Regions from separate parts of the Mus musculus genome. Here region 1 is linked to region 2. The links are chromatin contacts, called in public promoter capture Hi-C maps. All regions are on one chromosome and are shown on one strand. The core of a region is the stretch at or near the end of the contact, and the rest is flanking DNA. Distances in the headings are between cores, read along the strand shown.

What was found. Promoter capture Hi-C pulls out the DNA fragments that hold promoters and counts their contacts.
Region 1: a contact with region 2 is called in a promoter capture Hi-C map of embryonic stem cells, with 2.8 times the contacts expected there. The contact joins the promoter of Rsbn1l here to the enhancer-like site in region 2. A contact is called at or near these places in 6 of 39 promoter capture datasets (HPC-7-derived erythroid cells, embryonic stem cells, hippocampal neurons and 2 more), 7 of 115 datasets of contacts at active chromatin or transcription factors (bone marrow-derived macrophages, embryonic stem cells, memory CD8 T cells and 3 more) and 1 of 9 other capture datasets (embryonic stem cells).

What each region holds. Positions count from the first base shown.
Region 1 is chr5:20,949,809-20,953,819 of GRCm38.p6, forward strand. It overlaps Rsbn1l (round spermatid basic protein 1-like), which reads right to left and starts at 2,014. Exons shown (of 8, transcript NM_001080977.1): 1 at 1,449-2,014. The coding sequence starts at 1,977. It overlaps A630072M18Rik (RIKEN cDNA A630072M18 gene), which reads left to right and starts at 1,181. Exons shown (of 1, transcript NR_030699.1): 1 at 1,181-4,011.
Region 2 is chr5:21,666,041-21,670,194 of GRCm38.p6, forward strand. The region is part of intron 4 of Napepld (N-acyl phosphatidylethanolamine phospholipase D); the gene reads right to left. Among named protein-coding and RNA genes, the nearest start is that of Gm51277, 5.8 kb to the right of the region's middle. Within about 2 kb of position 1,596, at least 21 of the 459 cell types and tissues checked have an H3K27ac peak or open chromatin away from gene starts, as enhancers often do. A contact at or near this core is called in embryonic stem cells, where this site is marked.

The DNA of each region.
Region 1 (4,011 bases), core at 764-3,263, 720 kb before region 2:
CAAAATTGATCTTTCCATTTTAACCTTCCCAAATAGATTTTAAATGTTAGTTAAGACTGTAAAAAATCACCATTAACAGACATCTCACTAAGTCATATAGATATATCGATATATCTCACATTTTAGGCCGGTACTATCACCACTCAAAAACTCCAACAATGTAATACCTACACTCACTTCTGCAGAGAACTCAGGAAAAGCAAAAGCGCAGCTTACCCAAGGAAGAATGATACCAAACTGCACATGGACAGACTCTGCAGCATTTTATAACTTAAATCTTATATTTAACCACTGCAACATAGAGATTTAAAATACTAACCATCTAGAACTCCTAAGCAGAAGGAAACTAAATTTCATCCTCAAAGCATTCCTAAGGCAATGCTCCAACTCCCTAGGAGAGCGTTACACTGGGAACAAGGGTACACCGAACCATTAGCTTGGCTTAGATGTTAGCATTCTTTTACATTGTGAATGATGAACTTTTCTATTCAGATAATTTTTCAAGATCTAAGGTACCATTAGATCAGCAAGGTTACTGGCATTTCACCAGCATTCCAAAACAGAACGGAATACTTCACAACAATGTGTGACAATGACAACGTATATTTATATAACCTCGTGATCACCTAAAGATCTACTTTCCAACCCATATCCACTTTGTATTAGTCAGATCTCTACATATCCACAGATGACTAGAATGACCCCTCATTTTAAAGAAAATACGGAAAACTCTGCTAGCTTACATTACAAAAGAAAACTGAAAAACAGTTGGGAATTCCCCCCCCCCACCCCACCCCACCCCCGGCAGAAACACTCTGAAGCCACTTGATCTGGCCAAAAGACGTCAAAACATCCGATTTTATCATTTGCTGAACGAGAAAGAAAGAAGAAAAAAAAAAAAAAAGAATATGGCTGAAAGCTTCTGAAGGGTAGTATTTAAAACAGGACCACGCAAAACACTTTAACAATATGGAATGTGGGCACCTCAGAAACCGCACACTTGGTGCCCTGCGCACGACCTCATCTCCCTAGTAGGGATGAAACATCCTGGTCCCCGTGGTCCCTGGGAGCTTCCAGCTTCCGCCAATACACCCGACCACCCACTTTTTTTTTTTTTTTTTTTTGGACAGGATATTCTGGCGTTGGAAGCTGCGTCGCAAACATGAATTTCCTGCGATCCAGTCCGATCCCTTTCGTAATCTTTAAAAGACCTGTTCTCTTCTGCCTCCCCAGCCAAAAACACACCGGGGAGCGGGGTCCTCTAGACCCACTCCTTCACGCGCGTCCTGCTGCGCGTTAACTGGAAGGCGAAACCGACACCGAAAACCAGGAGTTTCAGCCATCCCCCCGGTCGGCGACCGAAACTCCAGGCTCCATTTACTTCTGGCCCCGCGGAAGGCTGCAGCCCCGCCGGCCGCCGGCGCTCCCCTCCCCCGCGCGGCACCCACCTCGCGGCAGCGGCTTCGCCTCGCCGTTCTCATCCCGGGCGGCGGCGCCGAGGCCGTGCTGCCTCCGCTTCTCCTTCTCGCGCTTCTCCTTGGGTCTGCGCGGCTTGGCGGCGGCCGGCGGAGCGACGGGCGGGAGCAGGACGCGGTGAGGCTGAGCGTGCAGCAGCGAGGGAGTGACCAGCAGTTTGCGCGGCAGCGGCTGAGACGAGGAAGCGGAGGCTGAGGAGACGCTCGGGCTGGCGGAGAAAGAGTAACAGCTCCGAGAGGTGGACGAGGAGGAGGCGGCGGGCCGAGCCGCGAAGCTCCACGCCGCCGGGCTGCCGAAGCTCTGGGGCTGCAGCTGCCCGCCGTTCCCGCCGCTGCCCCCCTCCCCGTTCACTCTCCGCGGCGCCTTCTTCTCCTCGGTGCGAACCTTCTTGGCAGACATAGAGCCCGGCGGCTCCCGCGAGGAAGGCTGTACTTTGCCAGATGCTTCCTTCTCAGAGAGGAGAGCCACGGCGCCGCGAGCTGGGTTCGGCGGTTCCGCCATTTTGCGCTCCTGTTGTATTTACTCTCCGCCGCTCCCCGGAGCGGGGGCGCGGGGCGGGGTGCCTAGGTCCAGGCCGAGCTCCCATTGGGCGCGCTAAACTGAGAGATCCCGGAACAAACCAATCAAAGACGCGGACAGAAGCCGTCGGGGTGGGGTCACCGAGCGGACCTTCATTTGGAGGTCAGAGGTCTTTTCGGCGCGGCTGATGGAGAGCTCGCTGAGAAGGGAGGATCTCCCGACCGTCGCTCGGGAGCCCCGAATCTGCCCGGACCGAGGTAGCGCTGCCGTTCGCTCAAAGACTTTGCCTTGTTTGTACCGCTCTCTCTTTTTACCTTGAGGTGGCTTGGGTCCCTTCTGCAGGTTCTGAAAAACGAGTTCTGGGTTGCTCGTCTCGGAGAAAATTTGTCGAGAGTCCGATCAGCAAAGGCAGAAATGGTGAAAAGTTGCCTTATTTTAACTAAGGTCGTAAAAGTTCGTACTTTAAAAGAGAGTTTTCTGCAGAGCTGGAACTTGGATCACTTCCGATCGTGAAGATAAAAATCACCCACCGTTTGGAGGCTTTAAATTGAGCTTGAGTGCTAAAGGTTTTCACTTTAATTATTCTTTAAACGACACCAGGAAAAAGCCACTAGCGGTGTTTGTAAATGTTTGAAAATGCAGTTAGAGTTCTGTATTTCAGAGTCAGCGCTATGAAACTTCGCCAAGCATGTACCTTGATTTTTATCTCAAAAGATAAGGAATTTGGGGGAATGGGTTACAACACAGTTCAAGCTTTAGACAAGAGCATGCCTTAAAGTCTTAGATCTTTTGTGAGATTAGAATGTAAAGATAACACATGATCATATTAGCTCAGCAAGAAAAAGGAGTTTTCTGATCCCCTAAGAGGGACATTAGCAGTTACTTTCCGCAGCTAACAGTTGCCTTTCAGGAAACTGCAATGGTCTGTTGTTACTCCTCTTTTACTCCAAACCCACTTCTTTAGGACTCGGTGAGGGGAACACATCAAAATCTAACGCTGTTTGTAAATACATTTTTCTTTTTTTGGTTGGTTGGTTGGTTCGTTTGTTTTTTGAGTCATAGTCTTCCAATATTGTCCTGGCTGTCCTGTAAACCAGCCTGGCCTCGAACTCAAATCTTCCTGCATTTGCCCAACTCCCTTTCCCCCAGTGCTGGAATTAAAGAAAGGTGTGTACCACTGCATCTGTCCTCATTGTTTTTAGTTTTTAGAAGTAAATTGTTAATATATAGAGTATTCCCTGAAGCTAGACCCAGAGAGACAAATTTTGCATATTTTCTCTAATGTGTGTAATCTAGTTTTAAAAACACACACACAACATAAAAATAGAAGGGAAATGGGAAAAAGAAAGGTGATGAGCATAAGAAAGAAAGTCACTTCATCTCCCTCACCTGGGAATGAGTATGTCTACATCCAGGGCAGGGGATGAGGGAGTGGTGGTGTGACTGAGCAAATAAGGGTACAACATGGAAAGTGTTGGAATGAAACTGAACGCTAAGTAAGAAAACAAAAGGAAAAGGGGTTTCCTCTCTAGATTATCTAATTGGGACATTCATAACAGTGTCAGTTAGTCTAATGATTTTTTTTTAATTTTTTCGGTTTTTGAGACAGGGTTTCTCTGTATAGCCCTGGCTGTCCTGGAACTCACTCTAGACCAGGCTGGCCTCAAACTCAGAAATCCGCCTGTCTCTGCCTCCTAAGTGCTGGGATTAAGGGTGTGTGCCACTGCTGCAAGGCTCTAATGATCTTTTTAAAATGCATTTTTCTATTTTTTTCTCTTTTAGAAAGCATTTGCTTGTGCAGAGGGGAACAATGTCCGGGAGCAGAATTAATGATCTATTAAATAAAAACACATCTATGTTATGTCTGCATGGCAAAAATTAAATATCCAGCCAGACAGTGGTGGCTCACGCCCTTAATCCCAGCACTTGGGAGGCAGAGGCAGGCAGATTTCTGAGTTCGAGGCCAGCCTGATCTACAGAGTGAGATCCAGGACAGCCAGGGCTAAACAGAGAAAC
Region 2 (4,154 bases), core at 346-2,845:
ACTCACTCTTCTGGTGTGTCTGAAGACAGCTACAGTGTACTTACATATAATAATAAATAAAGCTTAAACAAAATGGTACAAAACACGCTCCAGAATGTTTTTTGCACACTTGAATACTTTCTTAAAAAGTTTGAAGTGTCTTGGCAAAATGCCTGGCAGGCAAAGATACTAGATTTCAAACCCGGAGCCCTGAGTTAGATCCCCAGACCCACATGGTATACGAATAAAATTGACCCTCTCGACCTCTACATCCATCCTGTGGTGCCCATGCTCCGTACAAACACCCAATGTAAATTATTTTGAAAGTGCAGACCACTTGAACATAGAATGAAATTGTTTTTACAAAGAAATTTAAAGTATGAAAGTAAACAACTTAATTTGTTTTTAAAATACAATTTTTGGAAGGGCTGTGAGAAATGGCTCCGTGGTTAAAGCACTGGTTGCTCTTCTACAGGACCAGGCTCCATTACTAGCATCCCGAGGTGGCTGAAAACTGTTTGTAACTCCAGTCCCATCAATCAGATGCCCTCTTCTGGCCCTCTTGGGCACCAGGCACAGGTGTGGTACACAGACATATATGCAGGCAAAACACTCATGCACATAAAAACATTTTTAAAAACACATAGAAAACTAGAGAATCGTTGTGATGTAGTAAAAAGAACAATTTAAGAGAAATATATAGCTACACCACCAGAGGTATAAGCACACTAATAAATATTATTTCTACTAATTATTAGAGAATTTCATACACGTGTACAATCTATTTCAATAACATCCACTCCTTATCCCCTCCCTCATCTCCTCCCAGTCCCGCCCCATTCCAACTTCATCCCCCTTTTTAAAAGTTATTTCCCTTCTGACCTAAATCTCTATGCTGTATAATAGCTTTTTTTTTTCTTAATGGATTCGAAGTTTCTTTTTCCCTACCTACTTAGAAAGGTAACATTTAGAAGTTAAAAAACAAGTCAACTTTTCTGAACTAGTCGCCAGTGGGGAGTCTGTCTGTCCCCTTCTGTGAAGACTGTCTTCTAGGTATCTACAGAGCATGCCAGCTCATGAACCAGACAAAAGTCTTACCCTTCTAATACAGAGACCAACACAAAGGGAAATAAAAAGGGAACAAAGTGCTGGAAATGGGGTCTGTCTTAAAGACAATAATCTCAGGGGCCCTCCCAAGAAAGCCCCCTCTAAGCATACACCCAATAGCTTGGGCTGCTCAGGGCACTGTAGGCAAGCAGGTTTTCACCCCAAACATGAGGCTCCCAGGTCACGCTGTGCTGTGATTTGATTCAAATTGTAAAGGTCTTCTATAGAAATGAGCAGAGTGCACCGGACAATGTGTGGGATGAAGGCTGAGCTGTCTGTGAGGGTGAAGAGGGAGGCGGTTCTGGCTAGAGGAGGAGACAGCTTATATGTAAATATGACTGGGGAAGGAGCTGATCTAGAAAGGTGAAAGAATCCAGACAGTAGGAAGATTAAGGGACAGGAAGAGCTCCTTCACCAAGCCCCAGTTTACATTCCCCACTGACTTTAGACACAACTAATAAATCCACAGTAAAGACTGCCTGCACAGCAATTCTACTCTTTCCTGAGCAGCATCACAACAGGAATAAGGCAGCTAATGAACAGTCAGCCAGCAGCAGTTAAGGCAGCAGTTAAGCCAGAAGAATGCTATAAACTTCTATAACTTTCTAATACTCCATCTACTGAGCCATCTGTCCAGCCCCAAGCTTATCTTTCTGAATGCCTACACTTGAAATCTGCCCACGGTGTTTACTGCTTCTTAATATTGAGTCACCCTGATTCTGATCTAACCTGCAATTCTCTTCTGTGACTTACGATCCCAGCTACACAGGAGTCAACAACGTCTCTAGAAGCAACTCCTCAGACTGCCCAGCAGGAGTGCTGGGCTGCGTCTCCTCATTGCAGGATGGGGCCAGGCCTGCTGCCTGCAGCACTCAATCCTTTCCAGGAGTGATGAGAAAATCAACAAAATATAAAAGCCAGGAAGCTTTTCTTGGGGCTTAACATATAATGTGGGTATTTTCCTCTCTGTTTATTTCCTGCCTGCAGCTATGTTTAGAGGGTCGCTGACAGCGTTCAACCAACTACTAAATAATTAGGTGTTGCAGCCTATTTGATCACACTGTGAATCCCAAGATTGTGTTATTTACTGAAAAAACCCTGTTTCTAGTTGTGGTGTGGCTCAACCTTAGCACACACCTTTCATCCCTCTGGCTGGAATACAGACACATCCTTACTACACACCTTTAGTCCCAAACAATGAAGGTAACATTAGTTTGTAGAAGGAAGCACCCATGTTTGAAAGTGATGTCTAATTGAATGGCAGAAAAAGTGATGAATCAGAGAAAGTTTTGACAGAATAGGATATGCCCAGCTCTCAGAAGAGAGAGGAAAGGGAAGCTACTTAAGAGAGCAGGAGAGAGAGGGGGGGGGGGAGGGAGGGAGGGAGGGGAGAGAGAGAGGGGGGGGGCAGTTTTAAAAGAGGACAATCAATCCCAGCACTCGGGAGGTAGAGGCAGGAGGATTTCTGAGTTCGAATCCAGCCTGGTCTACAAAGTGAGTTCCAGGACAGCCAGGGCTACACAGAGAAACCCTGTCTCAAAAAACAAACAAACAAACAAACGAACAAAAAAGAGGACACTCACACAGAGACAGGTTATGGGAAGAACAAGTTAGATACAGGTGAAGACAGAATGAGCCAGCGAATGAGAAGGAGCCAGAAGATTGGAACAGGTTGCTAGGGTTAGTGTGAAACCAAGTAGAGCAATTCAGGAGAAAAGAGCAAGAAGCCAGATTGAATCAAGTCAGATTGGAGAGGAATTTTGAGCTAAGACAGCTGAGTTGAACCAGCCAGGTAGAGATGAAAAAGAACTACATAAGGGTGAACTTATTCAGTAGCCAAGTCTCAGAGGCTGAAAACATTCTAGGCCTAGATAAGATTGCATGGAGGCTGGAAGCTTCCAAGACCAGGCATAGGTTAGAAGACAGAGGTAGTAAACCTCGGAGACAGCAATTACATCAGGCAAACAAAAGATAATTTTACAATTCAGGCTTTTACTAAGCTTTATTTATACTGTATTCTTCGAGACAATTCAGCACGATGTTTGAAGGCTTAATAGTGAAATGGGTCTTGACATCTGAGGTTTAGATCTTCTCCCTGTCTCTCCATCTCAGCAAAGAGCCCTCCCTCGTGACTGCCCATCACTGAGGCTGAGTCGTCAGGCTTTCCTTTACAAAGGCTTAATAAATACTACTATTCCATCTAGGTCACTGACAGGATACCCATGGGATGTCCACACACACAACCACACAGAGATGGCAGAAGAAACTGCCATCAAATGGCAGTATACGCATGCAACAGGTTGCCTCTTGCCAAATGCACACATGTCCCTCTGGTGGGGGTGGGGAAGCCTTCCTCCTGGCTCTGTAGGTTGTCACTTATTGCTCCATTCCACCTCCAGCAGCATGGTCAATGACCTGCGGCATTACACAGGGTTATTTTATCATAAAACAGGCACTTTAACTAGGGGTTAGGGAAATGAACAGGGAGTGTATTAGGTAATTCTGGAACAAACCATATCTTAGGAAGGATCAGGCCAAGAGCAAGCAGAACAAGAAGGCAAGCAAGAAAACATTGGGTCTCTGCAGAGAGGTGCTAGGAGATAGAAGGAGCCTCAGTGTGCCAAAGAGAAGTTGACTTCTAACCCCTTCTAGATCCAGACTTGCCTGACCCCAGAACCCAGGCTGGCAGCAGAGCTCTGGGGATGAATCCCCTAAGAAAGAGTCCGTTCTTCTGATGTAGTTCAGGACTAAGCCATGTTTACCCCAATGTCAGAGATAACAAGCACTGAATCAAGTTAACTGGATAGGTTAGATGCTTCTATTCCGGCTGCCCTCCACCACCCACTCTCCTGCTGAACAACTCCTCACTTCTCCAGTGTGTGCTGCCCCCGTTATGTTCTGCCCCTTCCTCTTCTGGAAAGATACCTTCCTTCTTGCCACATTAAAATTTGCATCTTCCATGAAGCAATTCCAGATCCCTCCCTGTGTCTGAGACCAATTTATCTGTCCTACAGTATAGCATTTCTACCTTCCAGTAAACAAGCCATGTTCATGGGTTCTAGCTTCTG